Regions from separate parts of the Mus musculus genome. Here regions 1, 2 and 4 are each linked to region 3. A link is a contact called in public HiChIP or PLAC-seq and promoter capture Hi-C data. All regions are on one chromosome and are shown on one strand. Each heading gives the region's core, a stretch centred on a gene start, on an enhancer-like site or on the middle of the called end of the contact. The rest is flanking DNA. Distances are from core to core; before and after follow the strand shown.

What was found. Promoter capture Hi-C pulls out the DNA fragments that hold promoters and counts their contacts. HiChIP or PLAC-seq counts read pairs in DNA pulled down with a chosen protein or histone mark. Capture Hi-C pulls out chosen DNA fragments and counts their contacts.
Region 1: a promoter capture Hi-C map of liver shows a contact between it and region 3, with 4 times the contacts expected there. The contact joins the promoter of Dnttip2 here to the promoter of Alg14 in region 3. A contact is called at or near these places in 3 of 39 promoter capture datasets (hippocampal neurons, liver and pre-B cells), 1 of 484 Hi-C or Micro-C datasets (CD4 T cells), 1 of 115 datasets of contacts at active chromatin or transcription factors (large pre-B cells) and 2 of 9 other capture datasets (adipose tissue and liver).
Region 2: a contact with region 3 is called in a promoter capture Hi-C map of pre-B cells. The contact joins the promoter of Abcd3 here to the promoter of Alg14 in region 3. A contact is called at or near these places in 14 of 39 promoter capture datasets (the 3T3-L1 cell line, the C10 cell line, the HPC-7 cell line and 8 more), 1 of 15 datasets of contacts at CTCF or cohesin (the NIH/3T3 cell line), 6 of 484 Hi-C or Micro-C datasets (CD4 T cells, CD8 T cells, double positive thymocytes and 2 more), 17 of 115 datasets of contacts at active chromatin or transcription factors (the 230-238 cell line, T-cell acute lymphoblastic leukemia, cardiomyocytes and 10 more) and 2 of 9 other capture datasets (adipose tissue and liver).
Region 4: a contact with region 3 is called in an H3K27ac HiChIP or PLAC-seq map of embryonic stem cells, with 3 times the contacts expected there. The contact joins the promoter of Arhgap29 here to the promoter of Alg14 in region 3. A contact is called at or near these places in 3 of 39 promoter capture datasets (embryonic stem cells, hippocampal neurons and pre-B cells), 1 of 115 datasets of contacts at active chromatin or transcription factors (embryonic stem cells) and 1 of 9 other capture datasets (embryonic stem cells).

The regions. Positions count from the first base shown.
Region 1 is chr3:122,272,454-122,275,784 of GRCm38.p6, forward strand. It overlaps Dnttip2 (deoxynucleotidyltransferase, terminal, interacting protein 2), which reads left to right and starts at 1,961. Exons shown (of 7, transcript NM_153806.1): 1 at 1,961-2,025; 2 at 2,745-3,331. The coding sequence starts at 1,966.
Region 2 is chr3:121,813,907-121,817,410 of GRCm38.p6, forward strand. Abcd3 (ATP-binding cassette, sub-family D (ALD), member 3) reads right to left here and starts at 1,396. Exons shown (of 23, transcript NM_008991.3): 1 at 1,103-1,396. The coding sequence starts at 1,212.
Region 3 is chr3:121,289,988-121,293,601 of GRCm38.p6, forward strand. Alg14 (asparagine-linked glycosylation 14) reads left to right here and starts at 1,753. Exons shown (of 4, transcript NM_024178.3): 1 at 1,753-1,996. The coding sequence starts at 1,861.
Region 4 is chr3:121,966,445-121,970,143 of GRCm38.p6, forward strand. It overlaps Arhgap29 (Rho GTPase activating protein 29), which reads left to right and starts at 1,362. Exons shown (of 23, transcript NM_001356524.1): 1 at 1,362-1,513.

The sequences.
Region 1 (3,331 bases), core at 711-3,210, 980 kb after region 3:
TATGTAGACCAAGCTGTCCTTGAACCCAGAGATCCACCTGCCTCTGCCTCTCAACCCCTGGGACTAAAGGTGTGCACCACCACCCTGCTATTTTGGCTTTTTAAAGAAAATACAAAAACAACAAAAAAAAAAAAAACCTTGCAAATATTTGAAACATAAAAAACTGAACAAAATTTTCTGAATTTGTGCTTCAAAAGATAGTGTGAAGATAATGAAAAGACAATTCCCAGAATAGGTAAAAATATTTAGAGACCCTATCTGATAAGGTCTTATATTCAGAATATGTAGAGATCTTACAATTTAGTAAGAATGCCTAATAAAGGGGGCTGGAGAGATGGCTCAGCAGTTAAGAGCACTGACTGCTCTTCCAGAGGTCCTGAGTTCAATTCCCAGCAACCACATGGTGGCTCACAACCATCTGTAATGAGATCTGATGCCTTCCCCCTCTTCTGGTGCGGCTGAAGACAACTACAGTGTACTGATATAAATAAATAAATAAATCTTTTTTTAAAATGCATAATAAAAATACATGGAAGATCAGTACCTCCCCCAGAAAGAACAAGATAGAAGAACCCTTTAAAGCCTAAACTGAAAAGTAACAGCCCGCACTTGTCATAGGGTTTTTCACTAAGCCCAGCCTGTCAAGAGCTTGAAGATTCTTGTCTTCAAGTTCCACAAATGCGCAGGAACTCGTTTTCTTGTTCTTCACTTTCTTGTTCTCTCACTCCTAAAGATAGGCTGTTTCCTCAGGGCACACAATGGCTGTGTGGAAACCAGAGACCACAGTTCTCCAGGAAAACAAAAACAAAAAAAAACCCTATTTTACTAAGTAAGCATGAGGCTAGTGTTTTAAGACAACATCTAACAATCAAAAGTTGGTTACTACGTATACCTGGCTCCAAGGAGAGCAATTTAATGTAGAAGTAATGTATCCATGGAAAGATAGGTTTTTAGGAAAAATTTTGTGTTAAAAAGTGAAGGAAAACGAACCCCCCCTTTTTTTTTTCTTGCTTCCAACACTAATTCCTTTACCCCCTCCTCGATTCCTTTGTAGCCTTTCAACATATTCTAGTTCTCCATCTTTCATCCAACAAAACAAAAACTAAAACACCTCAGCCAGGTGCTGTGGCCCATGGATCCCAACACTTGGGAGGCAGATGGATATCTGTGAGTTCAGGATCAGGCTGGTCTAAATAGTGAGTTCTAGGGCAGCCAGGGCCATGTAGAGAGATCTTGTCTCAAAACAAAAATCCTAAAACTCTTTTGATTCTGGCTAGTCTCTTACTTCCATTGTAAAAAAACAAAAAACTTTAATCCCCGTCCTTCACAACGTCTTTCACCTTTTTTATTTAAAAAAAAAAAAAAAAAAAAAAAAAAAAAAAAAAAAGGCGTACTTCAAATCCCGAGACATTTTAGTTAAATCCCACAGCTTTCTAATTATTCTCCGAAAACTTGGGTGCATTTAACATACATCCTTGTATCCCAATCAAATATCGGAATCTCATTTATTAAGTTATTAAAATACTGTTTTCTAAAAGGACTAAATAAAGTCTCCTTTGGCTTCCGTAAAGACTTACGCCAAAGATCTCACAATTACTGCACGGGGGTGGGGGGTGAGGGGGATGGAAAGCAGAGTAAATGATGCGACTTCCCATTTTGTGTTAAACGGCGAGGAGGTCCTCCTCGCTGAGGACCGCACAGCGGACGAGCTGGGAACTGGAGGCGGAGCTGCTTTTGCCCCCCCCCCCCCCCAACACACACACCCCACCCCCCCACCCCCCGCTGACCCGCACTAGTCCGATGGCGGAGACCGCTGGCCAGAACTGCAGTGGAGCCGGGGAAGGAACGATTCTCCCGAGCCGCGGTTTCCGCAGGGAAACCTAAGCGAGTTCCTGTTTCGACGCACTTCCGAAGCGTCGGAACAGAGGAAGCCGCGCTGGCTGCCGGGAATCCGGAGTCGGAAAGATGGTGGTCACCAGGTCCGGGCTCTCCCGGACCAGGCTCCAAGAAAGCTCCCAGCAGAAGGTGAGCTGGGTCTCAGGTTCTCCGGGTCTCCTCGCCGCTGAGCAGAGCGGCTCGGCAGGGCGGAGGAGAGCGACGAGGAACCGAGCGGGTCGCGCGTGGTACTGCGCCGGACTGGCTCGGACCTGGGGGTCTTTCAGGGCTCTTACGGGAGTTTCGGTAGCGTGCCCTGCGCAGGCGAGGCCTTTTAAGTTTACTGTTAGGACAGTACCGGGGAAAGTTAATGCCCGCCACCTCGACCAAGCCTGGTTTGGGGGATAGGAGGAGCACCGTTTTCACGTGGAGAGACTGGCATGGCCGAGCACTAACCCCTCCGGCAACTGAAGGGCGGCGGTGGCGTCACTCAGAGCCTCTGGTTGTCTTCTGGTGCTATGCTCTTTAGATTGTGTGGTAAGGGCTATAGAGCAGCCCTTTCCTGTTGTAGAAATCCAGGCAAGTATCGGATTACCTTACACACTCCTAAACACGTGCTCAATTAGTATTCAACTCCCCCCCCTCCCTGCGCTTCTATAAATGATTTAAAATTTACCTCCTCTTTCTTTAAGTAGAGAAAGTTTTTTTAGTTCTGCTTTCTGAAGCCTAGGATGAGGCAAGTAAAAGAAATATCTTATCGTGAGTTTGTCTTCGTTTTGTACCTTCTTGAGTTTTGTTCCTTAGGCCATGCCACCTTTACCCTTGTCCCTGCCCTATCTACACTATATTGTGTTTGTTTTGGTTTTCAGAGGTCTGCTCCTCGGAGAATTGGGACACATCTAGAAAGCACAAAGGAATCGGGATCCGATGGCAGCACAGCTGAATCGCAGCCTGCTGAGAAACAGCACTCACGCAGCAGCAGCAGAACCACAGGCCCAGCGGAGATCATTGTGCTTATTTCTGATGACGAGGCTTCTGAAACGGAGTCCCACACTTCTGGGGTTACTTCTGTGTTAGAGGACCAAGAGCCCATTGTAAGAGTAACTAGGAAACGGCAGATCGTAATTGCTTCCACCTCAAAGTCCACTGTTAGGAAAAGGCAGAAAGTAGCCCCTCAGCATGCATCTGCTGATGAAGTTGTTGTTTCTGAAGCAGAGTCTCATGTTTCAGGGGTTTCTATGGTTGTACCTTCCACAGAGAGAAGCAGCAGAAATAAGGCTAATTCTCAAAGAGATTCAAGCCAAGAATCACAGTCGGGAACTGTATCTGATGCTGAGTTGTCCTGCTCAGGCATTTCATCGTTAGAGATCTTGCCGAGAACAACAGCCAGGAATGTGAAGAAGAAATTACAGTTCCCAGCTGAGAAAAACGATACTAAGATTACACCAGGAAATAA
Region 2 (3,504 bases), core at 146-2,645, 520 kb after region 3:
AGTTCAGAAAGGGCACGATCTAATAGAAAAATATTTCAAATTAATCGTCCCCCTCCAAGAACCCTTAAAAAGGACGAATAGTATGTGAAGGAGAGGCATATCATTATTTTGTAAAGCTGATTTAGGAAGAGAAGGGCCAATGCTGCAGCCAATGAGCAAGTCAAAGTAGATAAGACAGAAAATACTTCATGAAAGGATACATGGAGCTCTCTGCTAGTATTTTAGGCCAAATTCTAATAATAAGATAGTCCGAGCAAACCAAAAGCAGGAGACAATAAATAGTACCTACCCAGAGGGTTGATGAAATAAAATGCATGAAAGCATTATTCTAAGATTGGACACTAAATATCCAAACACTAGTAAGAATGCTTAGTTAGGAAGTAACCTTTTCTTTGTCGCTCGCTGAAATCAAATGGGCGACAAGAAGTTAAAATTGTGCCTGTAATCCCACCCCCAGAACTCAATTCTCCCTTCTTTCCTAATCTCCCAAAAGTTCAAAGTAAACTTTAACATTCTCTCCAGGCAGGTAGCTGTATGGTGTAATTAACAAGTGATCTTCACCTAAAACACACTTTCACCTTTCACCTATAAAGTCGACGGAGGAAACTTTGTCCTCCACACACCGCTGAGCCAATTCAACCTTTCCAAATGAGGGCATTCACTGACCAATTCCGGAAAAAGAGGGCACCGCTTTAGAAGAAAATCGTGCCCACTGGACCCAGAAAACCCCAGGAACGCCCCTGGCTACTATCCACCGCCACTACTCCGGAGTCGAGCTGGCGAGTAAAATGCCCATCCCGAACGAACGCAAACCTTAGCGTTCAGTGGCGATGAGATGGCAAAACCAGAATGCACCCATAAAGTTGACATGCACGGGGAGATGGTGAGGGGGCGCGGGGGCGCAGGGACGCGGCGTGTCCTCCTCCCTCCCGTGGTGTTGAGATTGCGCGGCGGCCGCCAGGCTGAGGGCCGCAGGGCTCCGGGACCGCTGGCCCGGTTCCGCGGGCACCCGCGCAGCTCGGGACCTGGGAGAGAAGGGCAAGGCGCGCGCCCGGAGCTCCCCGCTCGGGCCCGGGGAAGGCGGCGCGGCCGCGAGCCTCACCCGTGCAGGCCGAGGGCGCGACGCCGCTTATGGAGTAGGCAGAGCAGCAGGAACGCGGCCCCCGCCAGCGAGGTGTTCCGTGCCGTCAAGTACTTGCTGAAGGCCGCCATGGCACCGGCAGGGCGAGCGAGCCGCGGGATAGGGGACGCGCCGGCGACAACCTCAGTGCAGGAACCGCGGGGGAAACTGGGAGGATAGCTCGGCGCCGAGAGAGGGCGGGGCCGGCCGCGCGGGAACGCCCCCTGGCGCGCGCCGCCGCGCCGAGCCCACCGTGGACTTTGGCTTCCCGGGCGCGCGCGCGGGCGCGGGGCGATCGAAAGGGTCGTTCCCCGGGGGGACGCTCTGCGCACGCGCGGACCCCCGCGGACTCGGCCGGAAACGCGGCGGGCAGACAACGCTAGTCCTCCGCGCCGGTCTCCAGCAGCCCACGCTTCGGCCTTGCGATCTCTGCTTGCACACACCCTAGCTTTCTTTCACAAGAACTGGAAGAGCGGGCCGGGCCTGCGCCACGGACTCCGTGGGCCCTGCCCCTCCGCCACCCCCTGGATGGGTCGGTACCACCCTCTTAAAGAAGCCGGGGGAGGAGGGGAACGGCCCCATCACTAAAAAGGTCAATATTTGCAACTTAAGGAGTGAAGGGAGACCTGGAAAAGAAAGACTACAATCAGATAATCTTATTTCAAGTCGCCGTGGATTAGGTCTCTAGTTCTGTAAAATCGGTTTGGGAGGACGGGTCCACCACTCTGTTAATTTTTTTATAAAAATAATGTAGTGGGAAAAAGCTCAGAGTGCGTGACAAAAAGGAGTTTTAAGAAACAATTACTCTTTTTTGGTAGATATGTACAAGGATGGCGATAAAAAAATGTATTTCTTTATGTTAGGTCTGGTCAAAGAAAGTTTGAGAAACTCTGTTCTTTGCAAAGGGACATTCAGAAATAACAATCGTGCGTTGTATTAATGCTGGCCTTACTCCCAGAAGCAGACGAACTTTACAGATTACAGCATTCTTCTCCTGTCCCACCCCTATCATGCAGAAAGTGTTATCCCTAGCGTTTAGTCTAGCGCATGCACAATAACTTAATGAATGGCTGTTTTCAGTTTAAGAAACTGTCGAGAAGCAAGTGTCAGAAAGGAAGCTTCTAAAACCTCACAAAATATATAAATGTTGCCTACGCATAAAAGGAACCAATGAAACAGTGATGCCTAGGTGTTTTCTCTGTGTGAATGGTTAAATGGTTATGAGAATGGCAAAGACCACACACCGTGGTGTGTGCTGTGTGCAGGTGCTCAACAATCGTCAAAAGTCTAAGTTACGCAGAAGTAGAGCCTGTACCAAATCCTCCATATGCCGTTTGTGTGTTTTCCCATTACCCTGGGAATCACTTAGGTAATTAGGTATGCCTGGCACAGAGAATACAAGTATGAACAATCAATCCCTTATTCTCCAGAGGCTGGTGCAGAAGAAAAACATGAAGAAAAATATGGATGAGTTTAAGTGTCAGCTTAGAGAAGTGAACTAAGTGCTATGAGAATACCAATAAGAGAATTTAGAATTTTCCTAGAACTTTTCCTTAACACTTGACAAATAGGATGACGTCAAAGCTACACCCTAAGGCCAAAGGAGTCTGCTAGCAGGTGGGAGGACTTGGGTAGGCATTGTTTCACTAGTGAGTTGCAGCGCAGTATAAAAGCATTGGAAACTTGGGGGAGAAGAGTTTGTAATAATGAAAGGAGAGTTCCTAAAACTGATTGAAAACATCATCTGTAGGATAATAGATTTCGGGCTGGAGAGATGGCTCAGCAGTTAAAAGCACTGACTGCTCTTCCAGAGGTCCTGAGTTCAATTCCCAGCAACTCCGTGGTGGCTCACAACCATCTGTAATGGGATCTGATGCCCTCTTCAGGTTTCTGAAGACAGCTACAGTGCACTCATATACATAAAATAAATAAATCTTAAAAAGGAAAAGAAAAGAAAGAGAAAGGAAGGAAGGAAGAAAAGAGAGAAAGAAAGAGAGAGAGAGAAAAGGAAAGAAAGAAAGAAAATAGATTTCAAAGCATTCAGGAAAAAAAAGGCAAGAATAATTCACTGACAAAATATTCTACAAAATACCCTTACTCAAGAAGCATAGAAGAGTCTAAGGGGCAGGAAGAGGAAGGAAGGAAGGAAGGAAGGAAGGAAGGAAGGAAGGAAGGGAGGAAGGAAGGAAGGAAGGGAGATTATACAAGCTACAATGTTTTCTAGTTGTTGATATGCCCATCTGATAAAAAACACTGAGGGTCAGTCTAACAAAGTTAGCTTTAGCACAGAGGGACAGCACAGAGGGACAGCATACAGAAGGACTGCAGCCCCCATCACCAAGAAAGGATGAGGAAATGTGTGCACATAGAGAAGAAGTATAAAG
Region 3 (3,614 bases), core at 503-3,002:
ATCACCATGTCTGCCCACTAATAACTTCTTTTAAATATGAAGCGACTCGTAGGTTGAAGCCACTTTGGAGAACAGCAGAGAAGGTTCTGAAAGAAAACGGCATGACACTTTGTAACATTCTTGAGCCACTCCTTCTTCCTGTGTATGTTAATGTGTGTGTGTGTGTGTACATGTGTGTGTGTGAGGAGGTCAGAGGTCAACATTGTCTTTCTCAATTGCTTCTCTGCCTTATTTTCGTTTTCAATGATTTGTTGTTGTTGTTTCTATGTGTGTATGTGTTTTGCCTGGATTATCTCTGGGCACCATGTGTGTGCCTGCAGAGGTTGGGAGGAAGGCATCTGATCCCCTAGAACCAGAGTGGCAGAAAGTTGTGAGCCACCATGTGGGTTCTCGGCCTGGAACCTGGGACCTCTGGAAAAGCAACCAGTGCTCTTAACCTTTGTGCTGTCTCCCCGCCCCCACCCCCACCCCCCCAGCCCTTGAGCCACAAATGATATCTGTCTAAAAGTCTGGCATTCTTATTGATTTTCATCACATAAATAACCTCAGGCAAATTAACTTTTGTGTAATCTATTTCCCTATTGTAATTCAAAGAGTAACATTTACATAGAACCTGACTGTAAAGAATGAGGTTAAGAAGGAGTGATGAAAGAGCCCACAGGCACCGTGCTATAATATCAACAAGATAGAGATACAGTCAGGAAATCTCCCAAGCAGTTTGCTGACTCGGGAACCAACACACCTAGCTTTATAAGGAGATCTCAGGGCGCCTTCCTGGAACTTCTGACTCAGTATCGCTCCCAAAAGCATTCTAGGCTCCAGGTAAATGTGATCGTCAATCCAAACTGAATTTAACAACGGACCATATGGTGTAGCATTCTTAGGCAGCAGGAGTTAGGATTTCTGGTTTCTAATTCTAGACATGACATTATTGCATTTAGGCCAATTTGTAGCACCTTTCTCGACCTGTCTGCATGCCTGACCTATTCAATCTGTAACCCCATAAGGGTCTGAAGGAATGTTTGTTGTCAAGAGGTTTTATTTTGCTGTAATTTAGGCTAAGTTCACAAACGCACGCACAACTGGGATTAGAGTGGGCAGTGGAAGTCTATCATTTCAGAGGACCGCGGGAGGAATAAGCCAGAAATGCTTTGTGATAAACTTAACTGCAGGGCTATGTCTTCCTCCCTTGCTACCTGAAGCCAAGGGGTTTCCAATCCTCCCAGGAATATGACATAGCTTGAAGTGATCCGGATTCTGGTTATAGTTTGAGATCTGTGAAACTGTCTAGAAAACATAAATGTCAGGAAAGGGCGGATTTGAATGTTTTCCCCCTAAGAGTATGCCTCTGACTGGCAAAAATTTTCTAGTTCGGTTTGTCTTGGAACCCGTAAGGAAGAAAGGAAGTAGTGATGTATGCCAGGAGCCTCAGGCAAAACCTGGCAGGACAGGAGCAGCTACTAACCCGGGGCTTCGTGGTCCTTCTACCATACATGTAGTTTGACCTCGCCACTGGCAGAAATCAAACTTCTCCAGCACTTAACTTTCCAACTACACAACTGCAGCACAAACTCGGGTAACAAAACCATTACTGTTCCTTGTAGCGCTTCCTGGGCAAACTGCCCTTAGCCCCACCCATCACGGACAAACCCGGCTCACTGAGACGCAAGAGACGCGTCGTTCTGCGTTTTCCAATCAGAGCCACACTTCTGAACTTTGACCGCCCAACTTGGCAAGCTCCGCCCAGTGCAGACCATCCCCGCCCACAGAGAGGCGCTTTGCTCCCTGTTTGCTCTTAAGCGCGGTGCTTGCAAACTTTAACCGCTGGCGCCAGGTCTACACGCATGCGCCATCCTTTGAATGCTGAGCATTCTGATTCTAGCTGCTACAGCCGCAGGGCTAGTGATCTTGCTATTCCAGCGACTATGGACCGTGCTTGGGCCCCATCACGTCACTCCCCGAGAGTCTCTCAGACTCTTGATCGTGGCTGGATCCGGTAAGTATCCGGGCGGAGGCCGACGGTCTTGAGTTAGGCACTACAAACCCCAGAATGCATCGCGACTCTCTTCGCCCTTCTTAGCGCCTTTAGGAGCGCTGCATGCTGAGATTTGTAGTTTCTTTGCGTTCCCGGAACCGGCCACCCCAGGCAGGAAAAAATGCTGGTTAGCTGACGCCACCCAGCCGCCTGTCATTAAGACAGGTCATTTACACTTGTCTGTAATTAAGCCTCTCTGTAGTGTACTGCTTTCTAACAAATAATTAGCGACGGAGTACGCCGAAGCCTTTTGATGCTGACATATTGTTGCCCTCTTTGCTGCTGTGCGTTATTAATTCTAGGTCTTTGTACTTAGTTTAAGAAATGTGAACATTACATGGTAAACGAAGTAGAGTTGTCGCACTTATGAATGCGCAAAGTCCCTGAGGATAAAAACGTGGACACTCCATACGACGATACCTCCAGAGTGACAGGATATGAGTAATAAACTGTCCAGTCAGCTCTGAACATTTTAAAACTTAAAATTTTAGATGAACAGTTTTGACGAGTGTATAGTTAAACACGACTCAACTTTAAACAACCAAGGTGATACCCAAACCTATATCAATGCTGTCTGGAATACATATGTTATAACCTATTGCTCCAGGGACAGTAAAACAAAACCATTGCCTAACAGAAAATGATGCAGTCAAGACACACAGTAAATTCGAGGTGTTTAAGGCAGCCTCTGCAGGAGACCATACAGTTTTACAGTAGCTTTAAAAAAAATACACACTAATAAAAATACACAAACTAGTAATGTAGTTGTGTATTATTGTTATCAAATGTTATGAACTGTATATAGTAGTATATATTGTACTTTTTTTAAAGACTTGTTTATTATATGTAAGTACACTGTAGTTGTCTTCAGACACACCAGAAGAGGACGTCAGATCTCGTTACGGATGGTTGTGAGCCACCATGTGGTTGCTGGGATTTGAACTCAGGACCTTTGGAAGAGCAGTCAGTGCTCTTAACCGCTGAGCCATCTCACCAGCCCCTATATTGTACTTTTTTATATTGCAGGCAGCACAGTGAATTTGTTCATAGATTACCTTGGGCTACTGTGTTATGGTTGCTGTGTCACTAGACAATAAGGAATTTTCTGTTCCTTTTTAATGTCATGTGACCAATATCCTGTCATTGACTAAAACATCATTATGTGATGAGTGACTACACACACACTAATGATATTTATGATGTATGCAAATGTACCAAACTTAACATGCAATTATAATTCCTTACTTATTTACTTAACATATTTTGAGTCATGGGAATGGCCAGACACTACACTGAGCTCTGGAACAAAACAAAACTGAAAATAGAAAAACAAACAAAACAAGCATCACAAGGCACAGTGTGATGCCTACGTGACAAACACTAGGGAAAGGACAGAGGCGCAGCAGTGAAGGAAATAGGACACAAACAGAAGATGAGACAGAAGGAGTAGCTGCCACACAGAGAAGGACAGAAATCTCATATTAACTGCGTAAGAAATACAAGTTATTTCAAGTGAGATGCAAAGCTACTGGGGACTTTTGAACACAAGTAAAATATTATCACATGAAAATTACCTCAA
Region 4 (3,699 bases), core at 112-2,611, 680 kb after region 3:
AGTGAGATAGACTCTTGTGTAGCCTTAGGCTGGCCTGGAACTCATTGGGTAGCTGAGACTGGCTTTGGAATCTTGATCCATCTGCCTCTATCTCCTAAATTGTAGGACTACAGAAATGTGCCACCAACTTCAACTCAGTTTTCTTTATTAAATGGAATGGCAGATGTATAAAAAGAGAATTGACATATTTTTAAATAACTTAATGGGGGTGTGAGCAGCTAAGAACCACTTGAAGCAGCCACTTCTTACCATTTCCCCCCAAATGTGTGTTTCTAACTGTAGTCGTACTCTCACCCCCTTTATTCTTGAGGATGCCTTTCCTCTTAGTAGCTTGCTTTAAAAGTTCAAACATCAGTTTCCATGCTAAAAGTCTTTGCTACTTTTTTTCCCCGAATGCAATTAAAAGTAGTCTGGTTTTGAGAGGTTCCTGAATATTTGGAGCGCAAATTTGGTATTTTGTGTTTGAGGGCAGAAGGGATATATTTGTATGAATCTTAAAAATCCACTGTAGAGCTAAAGTAACCAAGCAATTCCATATTTATCCTTTCAAGTTACACTAAGGGGGCTGTTTTTCTGGTAATAATTGGAAAATTTAAGTGTCTGTTTTTCAGAAATTTCTCCTGATTCAATGCCTCACTTGTTGGGCCTACAGTATTTCTGTCTTATTTTCTGGTCTCCTTGGGTCCTACTCTCTTCTTTCTTTGCTTGTTTCTCTCTTGGGGTTTGCTGCCCGTTCTTTCACCTCCCCTCACACTGCCCTGGATCCTTTTCCTCCCACAGGTGGCCATTTTTCTGTCTCTATACTGTTCCCACAGGCACCCTCCCCATGTTTTTCTCTAGCTTAGCTTTCTGTGTTGAATTCAAGAGTCCTTGTATTTCGAGGGACCTGCTGCTTTTTAAACCATTCCTTCATATATCCTGAGGTGAGTTTGAAAAGGCAGTTGACCAAACACGGGCCTTGGTGGAAAATTCTGCCCTTTATAAGGGGCTGAATGGTTGTCTGGTTTCGATGTAGTTAATTCTTTTGGAATTAGGGCTAGGTAGGCCTTGTTGCATGTTACCTGAGTGGAGCCTTCGTCTTCAGCTCGTATCATTTCGGGATTTGGTGACAGAAGATGAAAGTGGTCCAGGAAATACACCACCCAAGAATGCCTATTAGCAAATCCAGTTCTAAGGTGACTTTTCCTAAGCAATGTCTTCTGTGAGGAGACCCTGTCAGACCAGAAGCTGCTGACAGACTACCACACCCCGGGCTCCTCTACCTTCTCTGCGCTCTGTCCCCGCCCCTGCGAGTTTGAGCCAATGGGCTGAGCCCCAGGGGGTGGGCTGGGGCGGGGCAGAGGTGGGGCCAGGGCGGAGCACCTCTGCCCCAGCTGCCTCACAGCAGTGCTGGCTCGGCCCGGCATGGAGGATGGAGGCAGCAAGTTTGAGCCCTAGGCGGCACGAGCCGCCGCCGCCAGGCTGTGGGCGTTCATCTGAAGTCGGCACGGGGGATACAGGATGGAGCCCCACGGTGAGTGAGGGGCGGTGGTGCTCGTTTCCACCGAGGCTGCTGAGTTGGGGTTCCCCTGAGTTGCTATCGAGTCTGGGTCCGAATGTGCGGCTAGTTCTCGGTGCTCTTAGTCCTCGCTAAGCTTAGGAACTGGACTGTGAGTTAAGGACCTGCAGGGGTGAGCAGATGGTATTCTAAGTAAAGCTGCCAGTTAGCTCGTATTTACCTACCGAGTACTGAAACTTCCCAATTTGTAACTCCTTTAATTCTCAGGACAGCTCCATGACCCTTGAACTCATTTCTCAAACAGGGAAGCTGAGGTGAAAAATCTGCCCAAAGTAGTAATTGACAGTATCAAGGCTTAATCCTATGCGCCCTTGCCCCAGAATCCGTGCTTTTTGCTCTGGAGCAGTGTGCTCCCGCCAACCCCGCCAGCAATTCTCGCTCCAGATGGGGTGCTCAGTCCCAAAGTATTTTAGGAGTCCCATCGTGCATATTGTTGTCTTCTATGTTTTGTGTTTAGAGAATATTTTTGTTTGAGCACACTCTCAGTGTCTTGGTGTGTTCTCATTTTGTTTTGAATATGTTTGGAGGTTTGATGGTTTTAATTTTAAAACATTTATGGATGCATGTGCTCAAGACCTGGAATTTTGAAGGTAGAATTCTAGTGGCCGATGACAGTCTCTCCTTATCGGTTTTTCACCTTTGAGAGATAACACACCAAACAAATTTTTGGAGACAGGATTGTTACCTGTTAAGGCCTCTGTGACTATCTCTTGTTAGTTGAGTCTTTTGTCTGACACTATCGATGTTGGCTGGCCTTTTTCGTTTCTCTCCTTTCCTCTGTATGCATGAAGTCAGGCATAGGGAACGTGCGCTTTGGCATTGGGTGGTTTTGGCTGATCAGAGGCGAGCCCTCCTTGCCAGGAATGCTAGACATTCTGGAGGCGTGGGGGGCAGGGCAGCTTTTTCTCCCTCTTTTTCCTTTTCCTTTTTCTTTCTTTTTTAGTTATCCTGCTGGGTTCAGACTGCACAGGAATGAAATGTGTGTTGTATATCTTACTTTAGACGTTGTTAAGGATAAAGCTGTTCCCGACATGCTCCCGTTCTGTTTTTGTAGAGTGTTTTTTAAAAGTGTAGTTAAAGACCTTTACACTTGATTCCTGTGTGAGCTTTTTTTCCCAGTGTCTTTTAATAGATTCTCACAAACTCAGAAATTATGCTGAAATAACAGATTTCTGAAATCATGCAATTTTGAACTATAAGAAAGAACTAAAGTGCAGATATTTTGGGAAGTTTTACATCCCAGTTAGCTCTCTGCTTCTGTCATATACATTATGGACTGTGTGAGGGGACATTTGATTGACACAAACTGCTGAAGTCTTGGAAAAGTCCCCATCTGAGAGTTTAGGAAATCTATATGAATGTTTTGGGTTTTTTCTCTCCTGCTGGTCGGTTGGCCCGAGGGCCTCTTGCCGGCCTTTTAGCACTTTCCCACTGAGCTCTGAGTCCACATTTGTAAAGCACATATAATTTAGAGGTTAGAGTTGCTTTTGTATATTCATTTTCTACTTTCTATAAAATTCTTTAAGAAATAGATAATACAGTTCTTAATATTTATGGCTTGGAGTTGGAAGAGATGAGAATTAGTTTCCCAAATATTTCACTCAGCAGCCTGTTTGCACAGTTCAAACTTCACTTGGAAGCATATTCGGGTTTCCATGAAATTAGTTAAGCTTCTGGAACTGGTTCCAGCCCTATATTTCTTGTTTACAATCTGCAGACTTATGAAGCCACAGCTTGTTTATTATTTAAATCTGCTTAAAAACAATTTCCCACAATCAAGTGCCTTAGTAATAATAGCTCACAATGACTGAGTCTTCATGCCAGGCACTGTGCTAAGTACTTTCCATGCATCACTATCTAATTTAATTAAATTACCAGTTTCAATCTGTTATTAACTATACTTTATATTACCACTAAGCAGAGAATACTTATTTTGGCGCATGGGAAAGTCATATACAGGACCTTGCAAAGTGCATGTTGTCCAGACTTTCTCATTGTCATAGTTCAATTAGAAAAGTGTGATTTTAATTTTAAACACCTTTCAATTGTAGTGTTGCTCCTTTAAAAGTTTTAAATGAGAAAAATTGTAAAGATGTTCTAAAAATTAATGCATTTATCATAGTGCAGCTTTCCCCTCTGTG